Linked DNA regions of Gossypium hirsutum: region 2 is linked to region 1. Evidence: chromatin contacts called from public Hi-C data. All regions are on one chromosome and are shown on one strand. Each heading gives the region's core, a stretch centred on a gene start, on an enhancer-like site or on the middle of the called end of the contact. The rest is flanking DNA. Distances are from core to core; before and after follow the strand shown.

Region 1 (4,109 bases), core at 1,491-3,990:
TCAAGTTTTGTTTTAGATTAATTAATATAATAATACATAATTATATTATTTTAATATTTTAATTATTTATTTATGATCCTAATTTTGGTATTCGTTGATTGTAGTCATAAACCAATTAAAAATCTGATTAAGGCAAGTGCACCTATCAATTAGTAGTATAGCTATGGTGAGCAAAGATATCGTTCCCACAAGGACTAAAAGTACTGGTAATTACTATCTGTCTATTATTTAACCGACAAATTGGAGTGATTGATTAAAACTAAAACTAACTAAATTAATTAACTAAAGAACACTGCAAGGAACAAATTAGGAAAATAAACAATTAATAACCAAGGATCGAGACAATACTCAAGAAAGAATCCACCTAGATTTCATCTGTCATTATCAATCTAAATTACGTAATTTCTTCACTTAGTATCTTGATCCGTAGAAATCCCTAAATTATGCTAATATCTCTTTTCAAGACTAAGATCAACTAACTCTAGGTTGATTAATTGATTTTCTTCTAATTAAAAATCCTATTATCGCATTAATTCGATCTATGGATTCCCCTACTAGATTTGACTGTAATCTGATAGATTTATATCATCCTATTTCTAGGATTGCATGCAACTCCACTCAATTATGATAGATCAACTCTTAAACAGGGTCTATTTCTCCTCTAATTTAAGGACATCAAACATGGATTAATAATCCAGAAATATCAAACCAAGAATTAAGCACACATAATTGAGAACAAGATGCAAGTATTTATTGCGCAAAAATAGAAATCAAATAATAGAATCCATCCTGGGGTTCATTTCCTTAGGTATTTGGAAAATTAGTTCATGATAGCAAATAAAAACATTTCAAAGATAGTATAACCACAAGAAACAAAGAAATTCATGATAAACTTCAAAGAAATCAAAAGGAGATCTTCAATCTTGATGGAAATTTGCTTTAGAGTCGGCTCCAATGGTGTTTTTCGAGTTGTTTTCTTGAGTATTTTATGACTACTCTCTCCTCTCTTCTTATCTTTGTCATATATAGGTCTTAGAATGTTGGAAAACCTAAAAATTGCATTTTTTTTCGTGTGCTTGGAGTGCAAATCGTGATTTTGACACGGTCTGGCACATGGCCGTGTTGCAGCCCGTATGGCTCACACGGTCGTGTGCCCAGTCCGTGTGGCCCCTATACCTTGCTTCGATTTTCTGATTTTTGCTCATTTTTCGTTCCTTTTGCTCCCAAATGCTCTCCTAAGTATAGAAACATGAATTTAAAGGATTAAGAGCATAAAATTCACCATTTTACATCGATTAATCATCCAAAAATTCATTAAGAATGAGGCTCAAACATGTTACTTTTAGCATTTATCATCCGTTTCAAACCCTCGGTTTATTTACAACACACAAGGATAATCTTATAAATCAAGGCACGACCACTCTCAATTTTCAAAAACTGATTCTTTTAACCCGATTTTGAGGTGTAACAATTTTGACCACTACCATTATCTCTGCAAAAAAAAAATTCACTTCAACCAATAAAAGCCTACCATATGTCATTTTTTTTACCTACATCATCATTTACATGAAATTAAAAATATATATTAAAAATAATTTTTTTTCATTCTCATTCTCTCTCTCCACTCTTCTAAATTGATATTTAACTATTAAATTTAAAATTATTACTATTAAAAATATCACGTATGAACTTTTAATTGGCGGAACAAAATTAAAATATATTTTAGATACTTAATTTGACAAAAAAAGTTAAATGCCTAACTCAAAAAATTGGTATAATTTCAACGCTTATTGAATTAAGCGTTATTATTATTAGATAAACCATATTGGCGTGAAATCTATAACTAAATTGACTATTAATTTATGTAAGATTTCTGTACACCCTTATTCTATGTGAAAAATTAAAAATAGAAAATATAAAAAAATATTTTTTTAAGAAAAAAATTGCATATCAAGTTGGTAGTTTTCATATGAAATAATTATAAATTTGAGAGATAATTACTAAAAAAATAAAATATTATGTTAAATAATATTTATACCATTTATATGTATGTTAAAATGAAATAAAATTGCTTTTATCATTCTAAATTAGTATCAATTCAGTTAGAAATTTTATAATAATATAAATATATATTAATTTTTATCCTCTATTATTATTATTATTATTATTATTATTATTATTTTAACAATCTTATTATAGGTTCTAATTATATATTTTTTTTGATACAATACTTAAATTTACCTATAGTCCCTCCCCAATTCATTACTAGTAGGATAATGCGCTTCAACATACTCGAACCCACGTCCTCCTACATTGACAATAATACTTATATCAATCGAGTTAAGATTTAACCGGCATCATCTATTACTTTTTTATAGGTGATGAGCTTAAAGATAATTTTTATTCCTCTATTAGCTTATATTTTATTGAGTTTTTATTAGTTAATTTATACATCTCGTTTAATAAATCTAAAGTTTAAAATTCAAAAAAGAAAAAAGAAAGTTTGAAAAATTATGATTTTTTTGGTGAATTGAAAAATTATAATTTATTTTAGATTGAGTGATGCAAAAGTAATATTTTATTTTGGTCAAAGTGGTGACCAATTATGAAAAACCGATGGTACGCCACGACACGAATTTTGGTATCTCTTTCAATCCAATAAGCATCATATTGAATCAACAAGCACATGGGCTGCTTCATTACACAGCAAGCAAAAAAGTTGAAAGTGTCGCTAAACCAGCTTTTCATCTTCAATAATGGCTTCCATGGGTCCTAGCTTTTCATCTTCAATAATGGCTTCCATGGGTCCTCACTTTAGTCTTTGCTTTCGTTACTTCTTAATCTTAGGTTCAGTTTATTTGCCGAGAAAATAATTTAGTTTTTTGGAAAAGTTAATATTTTTTTTGTATTTGGATGAATTTGTGTAAAATATTTTCTATTGTTTGACAGATTTCCTTAAAATATTTTATTAAAGTTGTTTTCAATGAAACAAACATACATTTAAAATTTTTTTTATCTTTTTATTATTTAATTGAGTCTACTAATACCAATGTAAACATATTAATCCTCTGCCATAACTATTCTCACTTTTCTGCTTAATATAGAAAGTGCTAAGAGACACTATACCAAACAGGCTTTTAGCGGCGTTTGTACAAAAAACGCCGCTAAAAATCGAGCATTACCAGCGCTTTCCCAAAAACGCCGCTAAAGATCGAGTATTAGCGGCGCTTATAGGAAAGCGCCGCTAAAAATGATCATTAGCAGCGTTTTTCTAAAAAACGCCGCAAAAAACCTAAGCCCAACGGCGTCGTTTTCAAACCTTGTGGGTCTTTAGCAGCGTTTTCCAAGAAGCGCCGCTAATGCGGAGACCTTTAGCGGTGTTTTTGGTAAAGCGCCGCAAAAACATATTATGTATTTTTTTTTACTTTTTAATTTGTTTGTTTATATTAATTAAAATTCAATATATTTTTAATTGAATATTTGTTAAAAATGGATAAATTTGAAATAATGAGACATTGAAATAATTTGAATTAAAAAACATAGCAAAATATTTGTTAAAAATGAAAAAATTAAAATACTATTAATTAAAAATATTCTAAATTTTTTTGGGTACATGACTGATTTCTTTTTAATTTATATATTAAATAATTTCATATATAATTGTAAAGGATACAATAGTAATAATTTTAAAATATTTATTTTGTATAATTATCATTATATATAGTTTAATATATACACGGTTTAGGGTATATGGTTAATTTAGTAGTTAAGGCCAGTTTAGGAGTTACAATTTTAAGGTTTATAGATTACGGAATATTTAGGGATTATATATGGATTAGATATTCTAGTTTAAGGGTTGTGATTTAAGGGTAATGGGGTATAGGGGTTATGGGTTAGAGGTTAAGAGCTAGTTAGGGATTTAATCGGTTTATGGTTCGGTGTTAGGTTAGGGTTTAGGGTCTAGATTAATTAGTGTGTTTTATTTTATATATTAAATAAGGTTCAGGGGTTAGGGGTTAGAGGTTAGGGGCTGAGGGTTATGAGTTTAGGGTTTTAAGGTTCAGGGTTAAGGGTTTAGGATTTAGGGGTTAAGGGTCGGGTTAGAGTAT
Region 2 (4,084 bases), core at 291-2,790, 69 kb after region 1:
TCGTCCACGTTTTCGGTTTTTTTTTTTTTTACAAATTAAGAAACGGTGAAACCAAGAAAAAAAAGGAAAGACTTTGTCTGTCCATCAAAGACGACTACAACTTAAATCAAAGTTTCTATTTTATATAATAAAAATAAAAGATATTCAATGAAATGGGTCATTTTGATTTCAGTAATCCTTTGTAATTAATACTTCTTTATTAAGTTGTTTTTAAAGAAAAACAAATAAAAACTATTCCGCTATTCAACTACTGCTCACTGTTTAAACAAGCCCTTAAATTATTTTTTTAGTCAAATAAGTCCCTATTTTATAACTTTTACGCCATTCATTATAGTGTTTTAAAGTAAAATCAATAAAAATTATATATACTTCTAACATCAGCCTAAAATTTAAAAGAATAATCAGAATTTTAAAAAGGAGTGATTAAGTGTGATATGTATATAAGTACCTTCAAAAAGTTTTAAAAATATTATTTTATTCTTATTTACTAAACTACTCTCATCAAATTCCTATTAGTTTAAAAATAAAATATTTTTACTTTAATATTAAAATCAAGGCCTGCTCAACTTAAAAAAATTAACATTAGTTTTTAAGTATATTATCCAAATGATTTAAAATAAAAGTTGTGTATGTTAGAATGAAAACAAGTAACGTTAATCAATTTTCTTTTCTTCAACTAAACAGTTTTACATCAAAAATTTAAATTTATTTACTGTACGCATGGCTCTAAATAACCCTTAATAATTAATTTAATTAGCTCATGACCAAAATTTTATGCTGATACTTTGATGACAAGCTTTCATACACCTTCGTCCCATCTCCTTCTAAAAGAAATCTAACTTTTGAATACAAGTATCCGTACTACAGCTCATCTACGAGTCATTAAGTGTATGGATTGTTGTTAGGTTATTCACTTTAACTCAACAGGGTGTGCCCCATTATCTAACTACAACTTATCAATGTTTATCACATGATACATTATCAAATTATATTAAGATTTATTCAAAGATTTCTCGTCTATAATTTTTCTTTCTTTATTACTGTTTTCACAAAATATGATATAGTATTTTAGTAGAATTCTTATACCCAATTTTATATTGATAAATACAATATCTAAAAATATCTTTCCCTGTTTCTAGATTACAATCTAGCTTGGGTCCATAACCCTAAACTAAAAAAAACTTATATGATTTTAAAAAAATTAAAACAAGGATTAACTAAGTTTTACTTAAAAAAAAAGCACCCATTAGATCCCACACTCAATTTATTTATATGAATTGGCTTCATAGATTTATATTTTATTTTGGGAGGGGTTCCAAAAAGGACTTGGCTTCATTGGTGAGTCATTTCAAAGAGAGAATATGAGAGAAGATAAGGTTAAAAAGACCAAAGTGGCTTAATTAAAACAAAAAGGTAAACCCAAGTCTTTGATTGTAAGGAAAATTAACAGAAACTACTACCCCCAATATGAACAGATGATGAAGCTTCCCAATAACCTCTTCTTCTCTATAAATACTCCTACAAAGCCCCAACCCCTTTTTATCTCAAGTCTTCACATTTAATTAAACCAAGTTTCGAACATATTCTTTCACCACCACCGTCCTTGTATTCCTTTTCCTTTTCGTGTTATTCGGAGATGCTGAGCCATTTGCTCCACGCCGTAGCCGGTGACGACAATGGGAACAAGAAGATGAAACCGGAAAAGATCAAAGGCACTGTTATTTTGATGAAGAAAAATGTTTTGGATTTCAATGACTTCCATGCATCTTTTCTTGATGGCTTTCATGAGCTGTTAGGCAAAAGAGTTTCATTTCAGCTTATCAGTTCTCAACATGTCGATGCTGGTGAATTCCTTTTTATTTTTGTTTCATCCAAGAAGCTGAAAAATAATAATATTATTTTATCAAAGCATATTTGTTATTTTGTCTCTTAAAGTCAAAACAAAAGCCTGCCATTGCTATCAATAGTTTATAGTTATTTTATTTTTCTTCATTAACGACCACTTCCCTTTTATACACTGACATGTACATATCATCTTTAACCTCAAGGAAATTTTTTATCATTGTTGATGAAAATATTGAACTTTTTTTTTTTTTTGAGCATAGAAAATAATAATGCAGTAAACAGTAAAAAATGCATTTTCATATGAAATGTCAAGCACTAATTAATATTAGTCCTAATCTAATAATTAAATTTGTTTTATATTTTTAGATAATGGGTTGCAAGGAAAGCTGGGGAAAGAAGCATATTTGGAGGACTGGAACTCTACAGAAACATCGGCAGTGGCCGGAGAATCTAAATTCGACGTTAACTTTGATTTCGAGGAGGAAATCGGATTACCCGGAGCTTTCCTCATTAAAAACAATCATCACAGTGAGTTCTACCTCAAAACTCTCACTCTCGAACATGTTCCAGGTCATGGTCGGTTTCACTTTGTCTGCAATTCTTGGGTTTATCCCGACAAGAAATACGATAACCCTCGAGTTTTCTTCACTAACAAGGTCAGTTCTTCGATTGTTTTTCTCTTTGGGAGTTTCAGTTTTTCTTTTGGCTAAAATCGTAGTTTAAAATGTTTGGTTTTTTTTTAGACGTATCTTCCGCATGACATGCCGAAGCCGCTGCTTCAATACAGAGAACAAGAGCTGATGGCCTTGAGAGGCAATGGCCAAGGAGAGCTTCAAGAATGGGATCGTGTCTATGACTATGCTTATTACAATGATTTGGGGAACCCCGACAAGGGCCCCGAATACGCCCGCCCGGTTCTCGGAGGTTCTGCCAAGTACCCCTATCCTCGTAGGGGAAGAACTGGTAGACCTCCGACCAAGTCAGGTGAGGATCCCATACCAAATATATGTGGGTTAAGAATGAATGGATCATTGAATTTGTTGTGACAAGGTTTTGCTGTTACTGTAATAATCGAACAGATCCCAAGACTGAGAGTAGGATACCACTTTTGATGAGCTTAAACATTTATGTTCCAAGAGATGAACGATTTGGACACTTGAAGATGTCGGATTTCCTTGCTTATGCACTGAAATCTATAGTTCAATTCATAGTCCCAGAGCTTCAAGATCTAACTGATAAAACTCACAACGAATTCGACTCATTGGAGGATGTTCTTGAACTCTACTATGGTGGAGTTAAGCTTCCTTCTGGACCTTTGCTTGACAATATCATCAACAACATCCCCTTGGAGATGCTCAAAGAAATTTTCCGAACTGATGGAGCCCAACTGTTGAAATTTCCTGTGCCTCAAGTCATTCAAGGTTTGCATTAAATGTATTGCTAATTTCAGAGTTAAATATCTTTATTGTTGATTCCAACCATTTACTTACTTCGATATTTTTTAATGAATTGGAGCAGACAGTAAGACTGCATGGAGGACTGATGAAGAATTTGCCAGAGAAATGCTGGCTGGAGTTAACCCTGTTATAATCCGTCTTCTTCAAGTAATTTTTTATCTGGAAATCTGTTCAATTCTTAAAATTTACCATATGTTAAATATTTATATATATTCTCTGGTTTCAGGAATTTCCTCCAACAAGCAACCTAGATCCTAAAGTATATGGTAATCAAAACAGTGCCATAACCAAGGAACACATTGAGCACAACCTAGAGGGACTAACAGTAGAAGAGGTGAGAATTCGAATACCCCAGAATTAATGTTATCTGGTTTATCCTTTTCAAATCAGTCTAACTTGAAAGGATTTGGTTGAACAGGCACTGAGAACCAACAGGTTATTCATATTGGATCATCATGATTCACTTATGCCGTACCTGCGGAGGATAAACACTACGACAACCAAGACTTATGCGTCTCGAACCATCTTGCTTTTACGCAATGATGGCACTTTGAAGCCATTGGTGATTGAATTGAGTTTGCCACATCCGAACGGGGATCAATTAGGTGCTGTTAGCAAGGTTTACACACCTGCAGAACATGGAGTTGAGGGTTCAATATGGCAGTTGGCTAAAGCTTATGTTGCTGTAAATGACTCTGGAGTTCATCAACTCATAAGCCATTGGTATGAATTTATAAAATAGCATGTATGCATCGATTAGCTTTGATCTAAGAGGATGGTTT

Evidence for each region. Hi-C and Micro-C count contacts between places; a contact is called where the count stands out from the background.
Region 2: a contact with region 1 is called in a Hi-C map of leaf, with 1.6 times the contacts expected there. The contact joins the promoter of LOC107919998 here to the enhancer-like site in region 1. A contact is called at or near these places in 21 of 34 Hi-C or Micro-C datasets (anther, callus, cotyledon and 5 more).

The regions. Positions count from the first base shown.
Region 1 is chrD13:37,860,396-37,864,504 of Gossypium_hirsutum_v2.1, forward strand. No RefSeq gene overlaps it. Among protein-coding and RNA genes, the nearest start is that of LOC107920813, 5.3 kb to the left of the region's middle. Within about 2 kb of position 2,741, at least 3 of the 9 cell types and tissues checked have an H3K27ac peak or open chromatin away from gene starts, as enhancers often do. A contact at or near this core is called in hypocotyl and leaf, where this site is marked.
Region 2 is chrD13:37,930,327-37,934,410 of Gossypium_hirsutum_v2.1, forward strand. LOC107919998 (probable linoleate 9S-lipoxygenase 5) reads left to right here and starts at 1,541. Exons shown (of 9, transcript NM_001327165.1): 1 at 1,541-1,844; 2 at 2,212-2,501; 3 at 2,589-2,829; 4 at 2,925-3,266; 5 at 3,364-3,449; 6 at 3,529-3,636; 7 at 3,721-4,025. The coding sequence starts at 1,637.